2 separate regions of the Mus musculus genome follow, and region 2 is linked to region 1. Evidence: chromatin contacts called from public promoter capture Hi-C data. All regions are on one chromosome and are shown on one strand. The core of a region is the stretch at or near the end of the contact, and the rest is flanking DNA. Distances in the headings are between cores, read along the strand shown.

Region 1 (4,082 bases), core at 1,180-3,679:
CATCCAGCTGGAGAGAGGTGGGGCAGGCTTCTGAGACACAACCAGGGGTTAGAATATCCACCCAGGCTGATGGGTTCAAGATCAACAGGCTGTGGAGACAGTGGCTGATGTGTCACACATCAGAGCAAGCCTGAAGTGAGACTGTACATGGGCATCCTGGAAGTACTTCTCCAGGAGGGAAGCACCCTCCAAACTCCACAGGTGACTGACCTCCTGGTCATGGGAAATTTCTGCCCAGCTCAGAAGTGAGTAATCACTGGCCAGATGTAAAACTAAGCGGACATGGAAGCACACAGCAACAGGCAGCCAGAGCCCAGGCATGAAGGGGATACCCAGATAACAAGGCATACAACTGCACAGGCGTGCTTACACCAGTAGCTGATATTCAAATTCAGCCAACCCAGTGGGAAGTGTCACCATCTCGCACGCGTGGAACAAGGACAGGGAAATTTCCCAACAGCACCATTCTGCGAAGAGGGCTGGGAAAATGCAAGGAGGGTGTGACACCTACTGGCAAAAGGGCGGAAACTTGGTCCCAAAGGTAACTGTTTTGTTTGGTTTGGTTTGGTTTTAAATTCTCTAGGACACTGCATCCTCACAAATGGGGTTTGAAAGTATGAACTAGAACAACAAGCAGCACCTCTCTCATTAGTAGTCTGCTGCTACCTGAGACATCATAGGGAGGGGAGGGACTCAAAACCCATCCCTCCAGGGCAGAAACATTGACTGACATATATGATAATTCTAACAGTATTTTCACTGTCTTTGTTTTTCAAGTTCCACAAATGTCTTTTTACATTTATTTTTATTTCATCTTATGGGTACAAGTGTTTTGTCTGCATGGTTTTTTGTGCACCATTTGTTTGCATTGTATCCATAGAGACCAGAAGAGGGCCTGAGACAGCTATGAGTAGAGCCTTGTGGGTACTGGGAATTGAGCCCAGGTCCCCTATAAGAACAGCCAGTGCTCTGAGCCATCTCTCCGTCCTGCATAAATATGTTTTCATGGTCTTGCTTTGACTTTGATAGTGTACGATAATAATTATTCTGTGCATAGCCCAGTCTCTCCTCTCATTCCTACCTCATTTCCTCTCTTCTCCACACCCTCCTCCTCTTAACTGACCCTCTGTAGCTATAATCTATCCTGTTGATCCTCACGGACACAGGCCCATCCTTTCTATCTAATCTCACTCACTACTTCCCCAGTCGATCTAGCTCATCCCTGTCCTTATGGCCCACCTTAGTGTCTCTACACCTACCAGCCCTTATGGCCCACCTTAGTGTCTCCACATCTACCAGCCTATCTCCCTGTCCTTATGGTCCACCTTAGAATCTCCACATATACAGCCTACCTCAGCTTCACCATCTCTAAACAGTTACTGAAGTTACAGGAATGACTTGTAATAATAATAATAATAATAATAATAATAATAATATTTACAAAATTACAATGTTTGCAGCAAGCCTCTCTGGCAGTTGTGGCTGCTGCCATCTGTCTATAGATAGTTCACAACACTCACAATCCACTAGGAAGGAATGACACTTCCATCTTCCTACAAACCAGTCCCACTTGAGCATGTATATATTTCAAGTGAAAGAATACAAACTATAAATCCAGGCATGGTGCTTCACGCTTTTAATCCCAGCACTCAGGCAGAGGTAGAGTGAGTTCATAGTCAACCTGGTCTACAGAGCAAGTTCCAGGTCAGCCAGAGTTACGTAATGAGACCCTACCTTAAAAGAGGAATGGACTTTTAGAAAGAACAATAAGACAAGAGAGGTAAATAAAAAGAATACAAGTAGCATAGGAAGAAGTCAGTGTTCTTATTTCTAGAAGATATTATCTATTAAGGAACCATAAAGCCTCCAGCATAAATGCCCTGATAAACATGTTAGCAAAGTGACAGATACAAAATCAACATAAAAACCAAATAAGTAACTTTCCTACATACCACCAATGCTTTGAGAAAGATCAGGCAGACAACCCCAGTTATGAGAGACCATCACACAGAGTTCTGGTCTCCCTGCGGACATTTTGCTATGCTTAAGAGCTGACCTCCTGCCCCTGCAGGTTCTATCTAAGGAAAGAGGTATTGAAGGAAGTGTCACAAATAGGTCACCCAAACAATAGGTTTCAGGAGCAAGAGAGTACCCAAGGGACCACTGAAGATTGACAGTAACAGAGTAGGCACAACAGGGCCCTGAGATAATAACTAAGCAATGTTTAGGGAATAAAACAGGTTTTGTCATCTGGGTTAAACGACAGAACAAGTGCACGATTTTCTCTTCGTCCACCAGATCCCAATAAAATAACAGTAAAAGAAAACAAATGGGACATAAACTAATGAAAACAAGGAGTGGGTAAGAGCTGCCTGCAGAACTGGAAAGTAACCAACCAAACAAACAAAAGGAAGTCCAGGCCTAGCAGAGGTGCAGAAGTCAAGGACTCCAGGTCCTCCCCAGCGGGAGTGGGGAGCACAAGAGAGAGGAGCAGGTGAGCATGTCTGGACATGGGTGCCTAGAAACACCCACTCTCCTAACACCAGGGTGGAATTCTTATGTCCATGTGAGATAACTAGAAGCCAAGAGCTTTGGACATTGGGATGGCAGGCAGCACAGGAGGAAGGGAAAAAGCTCTATGTGACAGGAACTGTATCCATGGTGGACACAAGATCCAACTACCTACTTCCTATCAGAACTGCAAGCAGAAGCCACTGGCTTGTACAGTGGTATAAAAAGAAAGAACATTTGTGAGCAAAAGATGCATACACGTTGCCTGTGGGAGCAGGGTACTCTGAGGGGGACTGGTTAAAGACAAATTTCCTGTGGCTGGAGAGACGGCTGGCTGTTAGTGCAGTGCTGCTCTTGCAAAAGACCTGGATTAGTCACTGGGTGACTCATAATCATCTATAGTGTAACTGTACAGTTCCGGGGATGATGCACTGTTCTGGCCTCTGTGGGCACCGTATGCACACGGTACACATATATGGGCTGACTACCTTCTACCCTGTGATAGTTACTATGAACTAACAGCTCAGCACCCAGGAGACAGGCTCCTAGGCATGTCTGTAAAGGACTGTCTAGAGTAAGGCAAGAATATCTTGCCTTGGATGAAACCATTCACTGAGAAAGAGATCCTGGACTGCATAAAACAGGGAGGAGCAGAGCTGAGTACTATTAACACATGTACATTCAATGTTCCCTGCTCTTGACCATGGATGGAACAGAACCAATTCTCTCATCCACCTGCTGCAGTGACATGACTGCCATGATGCTATAACCTGGAATTGTGAGTCCAATAAGCATTTTGCTTGTGCGTGTGTTGTGTGTGTTCCTGTGTGCTCATGCATATACTCTCATACAATCAAGCACTATTTGATCAGAAAAAGGAAGCAAATAAAAGGGACAACAGAACAGATTTTGCTAAGAAGCAGCTTCAGGCATTGCCAAACTATATAGCTGCATTTATACAAAAATACCCAGAACTGGAAAACTATAAAGGCAGGAAGTGAATAAACAGCTGCTGAGGCTTCAGACGTGGGAGTGAGAGCTAAAGGGTGCAGGCTTCAACTCCAGGTACAAAATACTTTAAAATTGTGGAGATGGCTGTACAACTCTTTGAGTATGTTTAAAAGCAGTAAATTGTATAGTTTAACTGAGAAAATTATATGGTATGTAAATTAGAACTTACGAAAGGCTGCTATGTATCCACTCTTAATTGCTAAATTCAGATGATGGACAAATCCCAAGTGTGGGTGAAGGCATGGAACAAAAGAACACTCACACTGCTAGAGGAACATAAAACCATGCAGCCACCTTGTTTGGGTGATAAACCACGAGAAATGAAAACACAGAAAGGCACAAACACAAATCTCCATAACAACTTCATTCATAGTAACCAAAAATGGGAAACCGTTCACATTTCCACCACTGGCAAATGCACTGTGGTATGCACATGCAATGGATACTACTTGGCTAGACAAAGGAAACTATTACTGCATGAAACATGAAGAAATCTCTAAACTATCATTCAAGTGGAGGAAGCCAAACAGTCCATGCGAGAAGAGTCCATCTGCCTGAAA
Region 2 (4,293 bases), core at 202-2,701, 95 kb before region 1:
AAGTTACTGACAGGCTCGAGTATCATAAAAGGAATAGCATTTGTTACCTTAGCACTGCATGCAGGGTATCCATGCCCACGGCTCTCTCTCCCTCCTCCTCTCTCAATCTCTAACCTCTTAGGATTTCTTGTCTTCAAGCTTAGCTTTAGAATGAGAAGAGGGAAGCCGAGATCTTCGTGTACACTAGGCTTGTAAACTGTTGTTTCTGAGCATAGATGCAAACTGCAGTTCACGGCCTCTTCCTAGTTTGAGACTCCTAGAATGCATCTCTGTAAATCATCTCTTTGCTCGGTGTGGACAGGAACTAAGCATGAAGCTCTAGATGACTTGGCTGTGACCCTGTCTCATACATGTAAACTGCTGCCCACTCAATCCTATAGGCAGGCTATTCCAATTCACCAAAAGCCAAAGCAGAGGGAAAAGGAATCTGTTAGGAAGGCACTAGACTAAGATTTGGGGACAGGCCTGCTGAGGGTCAGCAGAGGCCAGCACACGAGGGCAGATCGCTTGCTGCATGCAGCTATTGCAGCTTTACAGTAGTGTAGGCTTCGCCTTCATGCTTTCATAAATGACCAGAGAGTGTTACAATGTGTCACACTGCTGGAGTCAATAGTTGCTCAATAACCAAAGGACATCGGTCAGCAAGGAGTGAGTGCTAGCTAGCCAGACAGACTGTGTGGGGGGTGGGAGGCCCACGGACAGGGCAATGTCGAGAGCAAACACACAGCGGGAACCACAAATTTATTACAGTTCAGACTAAGAATCCATGGGCTGCATGGCACCCGTCATGGGACACAAATATGGTCCCACCCACAAGGAAGCCCTTGAACACTCAGAGAAGAACCCTCCTCCCCCTAAACTACTTTGCTACTTAAAAAAAACCAAAAACCAAAAAAGAACCCAAGAAACCAAACAACTAGGTGAATTTTTAAAAAATTATTTATTTTATCTTATGTACATTGGTGTTTTGCCTGCATACATGTTTGTATGAGGGTGTTGGATCCCTGGAACAGGAATTACAAACAGTTGTGAGCTGCCATGTAGGTGCTGGAAATTGAACAATCGGTGCTCTTAACCATCTTAGCCATCTCTCCAGCCCCCACTTCCTTAACTCTTAAAGGCAGACGATAGAATCACCGGTTAATGTTTTAGGAGGAACTTTGATGACTGACTCTGTAAATACAATGGTCCTCTGTAGAAACTGTCAAATATAAAGAAAGACACTAGAAACAGCTCTCATATTCAGCTTAATGTAAAAACACTATATGTTTACAGGAAGAATAAAGACAATTTTTGTTCTTGAGCTATAATTTGGGACAATTAATAGCTTTCATTACTGGATTACCATTTTAAGAAGAAAAACAAATATTTAAGCGCTGAGTAGCGCATCCACAATGGTGCAGGGGCATGGCCTCCCCCTTGAGGTCGTCAACTGACCTCCTGGAAATGCTGCTACCTTACATTCAAGGAAATCAGTGTCCAAAAGGCCAAGGGTCAAGCAACAGAGCGAGTGCCTCTGGCACAGAGCCACCTTACTAAACTGTAAATAAATAATGTTTTAGATAAGAAGGCAAATGACAAATATTTAGGAACCAGGCTTCTAGCCATATGACTAATGACCGTCATGTGCTCCTTCCTAGCTGGAGAATTACATTCAGGACAACATGAAGAAGGAGATGGTGGAGATCCAACAGAATGTGGTGCAGAACCAGACAGCTGTGATGATAGAGATTGGAACCAGCTTGCTGAACCAGACAGCAGCACAAACTCGGAAACTGACTGATGTGGAAGCCCAAGTAAGTGGGAGGCGAAACCCCTGGGTACAGCAGCTAACACACCATGTGCCTGTGGCTGGCTGTACAGTCTGACAATGGAAAGCTACAGACACTGGCTGTGGAGGAAGGGATTGGCTTCAGCACCACAGGGTTAAAGAACAGTTAGGACTTTGAGAAGCCAACGGGTTTTCATTTTCACAGCTGTGGCTAAGTTTAATTTATTCTATCAGGGCCCTTCTATCTGTTTGCATGTTATCCACAACTTAATACTCCAAGAAAAGTTTCCTTTGCTTTATTGGCCTCTTCTAGACTCTAGATAATATTCTTCATGTCCAAGTTCTGCTCTCTATATTTGAAAACTAGAAACCATGAAGCAGAGATCTGGAAACTTTGTTCTTAAATCTAACCCTAGATTCCTGTTTATGGAATGGATTCATAACGGAAGTAGTGACAGAGCAGGGTGGCAGCCTGCAATGGCACAGACAGGGCATGCTCCAGAGCCAAGAGCCCCAAGGGAGAGTGAATCTGGTCAGGTGTTCAGTTTCCTGTAGGTTGGCTTCCTGAGCCCTGATCAGATCATACTTCGTAGAAGCTTCAGAAGTTAGTATTATCGTGCTCGGAGGTATATTAATCCTTTAAAAACAAGAGGGTCCGCACTGTAAACCACCCCAGTATTCAGCGCCGCATCAGCTGCTTTAGCTAAGAGGACCAAGTGCTAGATTTCAGCGTAAGACAACAGGTCTCGTATACATGAAACCACAGGTTTTAAAGCCCGAGACAAGGCCAGCATGGTGACAACGACCTTCCAGAGCCTCTCTAAAGCCTGATTTTATAGAGAAAACAGTAGATTAAAACGTGCCATGGAAAACAGAGTAAGGAAATTATTTGGTTATCATCTTTCAACAACATCAGGCATTTAGGAACAATATGAAGAAACACGTTTTCCACAGTTCACAAGGCACCAAGATTTAATCCTCCTTGTTAAAAAATGTTAACATGAAGGGATATAATAGGTTAGAAAGAAAACAATCCATGTATCAAGCCAAGTGATAAAATAAAGTAGTAATGGTTAAGTGACATTCCACAGCTTTTGACATAACTGGCTATCATGCTGTTCCAACAGATCCAGTAAGGACAATGCAGCATTTCTTGTTTTTTTTCTGATACAAGCAATAAAATGTTAGGACACAGAACAACTATGTAAACCTTTGTAACATCCTGTGTAAGATCACAGGATTTAAAAAGTGCTACTATGAAGTTAGACATCCTATGACTGAGGCTAACAGGAAAACAGGCCAGGGATGGAGAGAAAACAGCTGCAGGGTCCAAATAAACAGGTCAACACGGGTGAGCCCCAGGAAGGACACGGAGAGGCTGACGTAGGCTCGCAATCCAGGTGACGGCAACCGCCGCTCACTTACGGATGACATGGAATAGGTTTAAACTAGAACATGAACACCTCTGGCCATATGCAAAAGAAGTCTAGACTGTCAGGGTGCCATTATTAGACACCATACATAGCCGGAGGTCTGAGACCTTGCAGCCATTACCTGACCAGAACAAGTTAGCATACAGAACCCTAAGGTTTATCCCTCAGAAAAGCCACGTGAAGGCCAGTGAGATGGCTCAGAGGTAAAAGCGCTGGTCACTCAAACATGATGCCCCCAGCCCATGTAAAACAGGCTGGGTGGCAGAGACAGAGCTGTCCAGAGGACTGGGAAGGCCGGCTAGCCCAGAACAGATAGCACTGCAGAGGAAGAGAAACCCTGCTCAATGAGACAGAGAGAGAGAACCAAGTCCTAACAGTACCCTCTGACTAGCACACATGTGCCTCCACATACACACCGCCCTCTCTCCCCTCTTACTTACACACATCGATCCTAAACCAAGCGGGTTTCCATTGGCATCTTTCTCTACCTCTTTCCAAATCTGTCCTCATCCTATAATTCTCATGGATTCTCAGGACACCAGGCCGTCCCATTCTTTAAAGAATAAACTGGAATTGAATGTCTGAAGAGAGAAAGCAGGGGCCAAAGATGTACTGGTGGCTTTGCTCTCGGGGCCTCTGCTCATTTCCAGAAGCGCTCTACTATGACCTCAGCCAGGCTTGACAAGGACCAGACATGCTGGGCACCTGCATGGTGAGACAGGCCAGGGCTGTGTTGAGGACAAGGACCCCCACAAACAATGATTCTTTTTCAAGGTCCCTGGTTGCTGGGCAACGAGTCAGACTTCCATTAACAGGTGATATCACATCCTGAGTGACACCACACAAGGATGTGAGTAGCTGATTCTTCCTGCTGGGAGGCAGCCAGGCACCAAAGAGCCACACAATGGGGAGTACTGGCTTCCACTGGATATTGACATTGCATTATCCCCTAATTGGCAAGAAGGGCTTTCAAAGTGGGAACAAGAAAAATAGATCAGAAGAAAGAAAAGGCTTACCAAGTGGGTATCAGCTGGGAGATGACAGGCTAGCTCTTAGCTTTTACTTTCACACAAGGACCCATGTCACTTT

The links. Promoter capture Hi-C pulls out the DNA fragments that hold promoters and counts their contacts.
Region 2: a contact with region 1 is called in a promoter capture Hi-C map of the 3T3-L1 cell line, with 4 times the contacts expected there. The contact joins two enhancer-like sites. A contact is called at or near these places in 18 of 39 promoter capture datasets (the 3T3-L1 cell line, 3T3-L1-derived adipocytes, the C10 cell line and 13 more), 2 of 15 datasets of contacts at CTCF or cohesin (both in the NIH/3T3 cell line), 4 of 484 Hi-C or Micro-C datasets (the C2C12 cell line, brown adipocytes, female germline stem cells and 1 more), 3 of 115 datasets of contacts at active chromatin or transcription factors (the NIH/3T3 cell line, embryonic stem cells and pancreatic cancer cells) and 1 of 9 other capture datasets (embryonic stem cells).

What each region holds. Positions count from the first base shown.
Region 1 is chr8:18,618,123-18,622,204 of GRCm38.p6, reverse strand. The region is part of intron 3 of Mcph1 (microcephaly, primary autosomal recessive 1); the gene reads right to left. Among named protein-coding and RNA genes, the nearest start is that of Gm25763, 6.1 kb to the right of the region's middle. Within about 2 kb of position 2,429, at least 122 of the 459 cell types and tissues checked have an H3K27ac peak or open chromatin away from gene starts, as enhancers often do. A contact at or near this core is called in pancreatic cancer cells, where this site is marked.
Region 2 is chr8:18,711,584-18,715,876 of GRCm38.p6, reverse strand. All of the region lies in intron 12 of Mcph1 (microcephaly, primary autosomal recessive 1), which reads right to left. Angpt2 (angiopoietin 2) reads left to right here. Exons shown (of 9, transcript NM_007426.4): 2 at 1,641-1,796. Among named protein-coding and RNA genes, the nearest start is that of Angpt2, 28 kb to the left of the region's middle. Within about 2 kb of position 1,451, at least 12 of the 459 cell types and tissues checked have an H3K27ac peak or open chromatin away from gene starts, as enhancers often do. A contact at or near this core is called in pancreatic cancer cells, where this site is marked.